Linked DNA regions of Mus musculus: region 2 is linked to region 1. The links are chromatin contacts, called in public Hi-C maps. All regions are on one chromosome and are shown on one strand. The core of a region is the stretch at or near the end of the contact, and the rest is flanking DNA. Distances in the headings are between cores, read along the strand shown. Region 1 overlaps Gm42210 (a long non-coding RNA gene). Region 2 overlaps Gm20755 (predicted gene, 20755).

What was found. Hi-C and Micro-C count contacts between places; a contact is called where the count stands out from the background.
Region 2: a contact with region 1 is called in a Hi-C map of liver, with 3 times the contacts expected there. The contact joins two enhancer-like sites. A contact is called at or near these places in 2 of 15 datasets of contacts at CTCF or cohesin (large pre-B cells and pro-B cells), 15 of 484 Hi-C or Micro-C datasets (colorectal tumor organoids, forebrain, liver and 3 more) and 9 of 115 datasets of contacts at active chromatin or transcription factors (CD8 T cells, Th17 cells, embryonic stem cells and 6 more).

The regions. Positions count from the first base shown.
Region 1 is chr3:37,756,987-37,759,686 of GRCm38.p6, forward strand. The region is part of intron 1 of Gm42210 (a long non-coding RNA gene); the gene reads left to right. Among named protein-coding and RNA genes, the nearest start is that of Gm42210, 5.1 kb to the left of the region's middle. Within about 2 kb of position 1,410, at least 161 of the 459 cell types and tissues checked have an H3K27ac peak or open chromatin away from gene starts, as enhancers often do. A contact at or near this core is called in heart atrium, liver, neural progenitor cells and 3 more, where this site is marked.
Region 2 is chr3:37,906,384-37,909,083 of GRCm38.p6, forward strand. All of the region lies in intron 1 of Gm20755 (predicted gene, 20755), which reads left to right. Among named protein-coding and RNA genes, the nearest start is that of Gm20755, 8.9 kb to the left of the region's middle. Within about 2 kb of position 1,363, at least 110 of the 459 cell types and tissues checked have an H3K27ac peak or open chromatin away from gene starts, as enhancers often do. A contact at or near this core is called in heart atrium, liver, neural progenitor cells and 3 more, where this site is marked.

The sequences.
Region 1 (2,700 bases), core at 160-2,659:
CCAAAGAGCCAGAAAAAGCACCGTTAGGTTCTGGAGAACATTTTAAAAAATGACAGAAAAAAGAAAAAGGAAAAGATATGGCTCTCAGAGTCAGAAAGGTGGGCAGACCCATGGAGGTTTGTAAAGACTGCACTAGGGAACTCTGGGAAGGAAAACATATTATCTCATTAAAGGCTGATTATTCCACTCATCTAGCATGGCTTAAGGTGAGCCGACCTTCCTAGGGGTCCCTTAGCCAGGTCATTGGAGTAAAAACTGGTCTCCCTGTAACACCCAGTCATTGCTGCTGTGTCATTTACCCCGCCCTCCCAACTCTCCCCCACCACCCCCACCCGCCCCAGGAGGTGATCCTTCAATCATTCAGGAGATGGGGTGAAACTGGGGAATCGATAGAATCCTTTTTGTTTTTTCCATGAAAGCCTAGAGTCCTAAGTTGTAAGTCTGTCCACCAGAAAGTTCTCAGTGTCTGGCAGAAGTTCTGCTCTGCTCTCCACCTAGAGGACGAAGAGGAGGAGAATTAGGAAGAGGAGGAGGAGGGGGGGGGGAGGAGGAGGAGGAGGAGGAGGAGGAGGAGGAGGAGGAGGAGGAGGAGGAGGAGGAGGAGGAGGAGGAGGAGGAGGAAAACCAGACCCCCTCCACCATTCTGGCCAGAGAAACAAAGACGTGGTGGGAACTGCTGCTTTGGGGTCCCTGCCCCTCCTGCCAGTCCAGTTTCTTTCTCCTGTTCTCTTCTTATGTGCTTCCATTGTGATAATATGCTTATAATGTAGAGTCATCTGGCATTTATAGGGTCCAGGATGTGTTCTGGACACTCTACTACAGCATCCAGGTGTCGTCACTGTATCTCTTTATGGAGGAGACAAATGGCTTGAGACACACACTCTTGTCAGTGGCTTGAGGAAGCCCTTGTTGTTGCAATTTTCTGGACAGAAAAAAAGGGTCATTTTAAAGTCTCTTTTTCCTCCCCTGGGCTGGGAGTATACAAGCGGGAATCAGATTTTATTTTTAACCGAATAATAAAAAATATGCTCTCTAATTTTAAAATGGTTTTCTTTGGGAGGGAGATGGTTTGAGGTTGTATTTGTGAGGTATTTCTCCGAAGGGTCTGAAGGACTACTCTGGTTAATTCTGGATGTTTCCTCTTCCCATCTTTCTGTCTTCGGATCTCAGGACAGCCCCCATTAGCCTGTGTCTCTGGAAGGACTGAGTGGGGGGCAGGGTGTTGGGTCTCTGGGAAACTCATTTGCATACCTCTTGTTACAGAGGCGACCACATCCTGGTTAAGACAATGTACTGTCTGATAAACAGACCAAATCTCCGGCGGCGGCGCTGCTGGGCCTGCGCCAGTGTGTGGCCGCCTTTGATACAGGTGCTGTTTATTCTGCCTGGAAGTCCAAGGACGGGACAAACTGTTACAGGGCCTAGGGTCACAGCTTGTGCCCCAGTGAACCAGGTTTGGCAACCCGTCCTTAATACACCAACTGGAAAAGCCAAATTAATAACGAAAGCCAGAAAAAGGAGATTTATTCAACGTAGCTACACAGGGAAGAAGGACAGAAAGATCCAGTGCCACAGTTTCCTCAAATCCATCTTTGGAGTCCGTCCCGACAGGAGGATATGTTTTAAATAGAAAGCAAGAGACCCACAAATCTAAGTAGTCGGACCAAGGTGTGGTTGTCATTGTCTCTGCTCCAAGTCTCTCCTCTTTCTTAGGGAGACAAGCTTCCCTTGGCTGTCCATAGCTTCAGTATCCCCACCCCCGCAGGAGGAGACTCCTGGGACGCTGGGGCGACTCCTCTGGGTCCAATGGAAGGGACACAGGCAGGTGGTCACACAATCAGCCTCCTCCCTTCTCTGGCAGAGATTTCTTGTGCCAAAAAACGTTTCTTAATGTTGTGTTTACGGGGAAGCATTGGAATTCCCCACACATGCTGCCTGGGCTTGGTGAAGAAGTGATAAACAGAAAGGTTTGTCTTCTCTAGCTATAAATATCTTGGGGTTCAGGGAAATCAGGAAAGCACAGTGCAAGGGAGAAATACTAGTCAAGGTTTGCCAAGCTTTTGTTGATAAATATTTATTTTCACATCTGCTTTCTGCATGTCCTCGCTCCTCCTCTCTCCCTGTCCTACACACACACAGATAAGAGGAAAGGAAGTTTAAACAATTAGCTTCGGGCTGTAAGACTTGCTGCAGCTTCAGAGTCATCTGGATAAAGCAGACTGGAGAGATGACTCAGCCATGAAGAGAACCTCTTGCAGAGGACCAGGGTTCGGTTCCCAGCACCAACATGGTCTCTAACTCCATTTTCAGAGGATCCAATGCCTTCTTCTGACCTGTGAGGGAACGAGGCATACATCAGCTGCAGATAGATGCAGGGCAAACCCCAGGCCCATAAAAGAAAAATATGTTGTACTAAGGATCTGGGTAATCTCTTCTCCCTACTCTGAGATGCCATGCGTTTGTGGCAGTTAAGGTAAGAGATCCCTCAATTTCCTGTCCTGTTCAAAAGACATTCAAATCTAAATGTGATCAAAAATGTTACCAGTGCCTGTCACCACTGAAAGAAAGGGTTTCGGTGACTCACAGATTATTTTATCTTGTTCAGGCAATATTTTTCACAAACCTGCATTTCCTCCAGGGAACAGAGGTGCAGTTTCTTCCTGTCTGCACTTACAGTGACCCAGGGAACAGTCCAATCAC
Region 2 (2,700 bases), core at 113-2,612, 150 kb after region 1:
TGCATCTGAAAGAGTCTCCCCAACACACCCAATCGGGGATGGGAGTCAGGCTGACAGCTTCAGCCCTGGGCTCTGTGCTCACACCCTGGCATTTTGGTGCAAAATGAATCCAATGCCTGAGAAAACCTTAAGACCCAGGTCATCTTTATTTTCCCTCCAGAGAGTGAGTTATTTGGAAGCCCCAGTACAAGGGAATGCCAGGGCCAAAAAATGGGAATGGGTGGGTAGGGAAGTAGGGGGGAGGGTATGGGGGACTTTTGGGATAGCATTCTAAATGTAATTGAGGAAAATACGTAATAATAAAAAATATTTAAAAAATAAAAAATGAAAACGTTTTGTAGAACTTCATATTTTTTTCTTCTCCGTATGAGGTTTAATATGCGCTCATTGCTTAAGAAGAATAGTCTACCTGATTGGGTCCCGTGGCGAGCAGAGCTGTCCCAGCCTTGCTGGAACTTGTGTTTCCTAAGTCCTGGCAGAGAGCAGGCTGAGTAGATGCTTCCTGCCCAGAAGCATAGGTACACGAGTGTGGGCCCAGGGGGCCTCTGATTAGGGTGCTGAGGAAGCAAGCAGACACCTCCAGCTGCCATCAATCAGCTCAGAGCCTGGCTGGAGCCGTAGTGGGTGGATTCTGCTCTGTGTGGTGGAAACACAAGGAGACAGAGACAAATGTTCTCTGGCCCTGCCGTTCTCCATGCTGCCCTTTCACAGTCCTTAACATGCATGCTCAAATTGATTTAGCCCCTTTCCCCTCAACTCAACCGTCTACTTTCCTTGCAGACTGACAGTTTTATGTGTGGCTGCCCTGCCAGTAGCTATAGTGTTTCAGAAACATTGACTTCCAGACTTAAAGGATGAGTGAGGAGGGGTGGGGGTGGAGAGGAAGGGAGGTGAGCTTGACTCATTTTAATTCCTTTTTTTTTATGGGGTGCAAAACATGCCCATCTCGGCACCAACTTTGTCTCTCCCTCTTGTTTTTCTTCTTTATTTCTTTTCTGTGTCAATGATTTCCATGAAAAGGTTTGAATAAAGCCTCACACTTGAAAAGCACATCTGCCAGGTGATGTCAACGCCTGGCCTGCTCCGTTTCCTGTTGGGTGGTGAACATGCCATTCTCTCATGGCCCTGGAATGCTGATTTGGTCCAGGGGCGAAGGCCAAACACAGGTAGGGTCAAGCTGGAGGAGCAGGGTGTGGAGGGTGCTTTCTGTCTTCAGTTCAGCTTTTGAGCGAGGGGGGCTGGGAAGAGTCTAGAAGCAGTTTATTGTCTGTTCTGCAATGTAAACTCAGAGGAGGAGGAGAGGGCGGGAAGTAAAAACTGGACTGTCAACAGTCCCTTGTCAGCTGCCTGCACAGCGTGCAGACATGCCAAACGTTGGGTGGACTTTGCCCGGGACAAGCCAGGACCCAGGTTTGACCCTTACCCTGACATTATTTGGAACTGGATGAAAGCACCTTCTCGGAATGTGTGAGAATATTTCTGGCATCGAAGGTCGAAGACTGAGCCTCGGAGTTAAAATAAATATTCAGGGCAAGGAAGGAAACAGAGGTTAAGGGTTTGATCAGATAGGAACTCGGAGCTCACGCAGTTCATCTCCCTCCTTGTACTCTCTCTGGTTTCATGTGTTCATCTACACAGCAGCCAACACACAGCTTGTCCTTCCTGCTCCTGTGGGGAAGGGTTGAAGGGAGGCCATTGATTTATGAAGACAAATAAAGATAAAACAAACAAAATAAAATAAAGTAGGTTGACGCATGAACCTTGGCCTGTGTATTTTCAGTTATTCCCTGAGATGGGTATTTAGTTCATTGTGGTGTCTTACTCTATAAAGTAGTTGGAAAGATAATGCAGGAAGAGACAAGAGTATTTTCATCTTTTTGTAAGAAATAGAATCTGGGGGAAAGACCATGAGGCAGACATATACTTTTCTACGCACACAAAAACATAAAGAGAGAAAGTTTTCATTGATCTTGCATGGTTAATGTAATGGTTCAGGGCTTTAGTTACCAGCCAGGTACCCTTATTACTGAGTGCTTTCTGTGTTTCCAGAAGCTACCGAGTATCGTTCTGCTACGCACTAATGTGACATTTGGGGTCATCCTCACGTTATCAGGACTCACAGGGCCGTCCTTGTCTCCCTGAAGTTCTCAGGGTCTTCATGGTTGACTGTTTCTAATCAGACAGTGCTCTGAAATACCCAGTTCCTTTGGAGCCAGGCATGGAATGCCCCTGGGGAAGTGAAGCATGCAGTTCCTGAAGCCAGACATTCAGTCTCCACTGAGGACCATGGATGGGTGGGAAAGCCTCCCTCCTGGCCTCTGGCTTCTTCATCTTGGGACGGAAGGTGTACACCGTGGCTTGCTGGCTGCTGACGGTGTGGGCAGAGGCTGTGTGGCAAGGTCAAGGGAGGCTCAGGGAGTTTCTGTGTCACTTTCTGCAGCCATGCAGCTTTCTTTAACAAGATCCCATGAAAAATACCATCTGAAAACACAAGCCTTGCTCAGTATAAAGATCTAAGAGGTGAAAATACAACTGAAGGGCAACCTTCCCTCTGACCATGAACTTTAGAAGTGACCTTGAATCTCTGTTTAAAGCCCATGAGAACAAATATACGTATACAACTGAGTCACTGAAAGGCTACTTTTACTTTCAAGGACATACTACGGAAGGTGTCTGTACTCTAGGAAATGGGAGATTTAC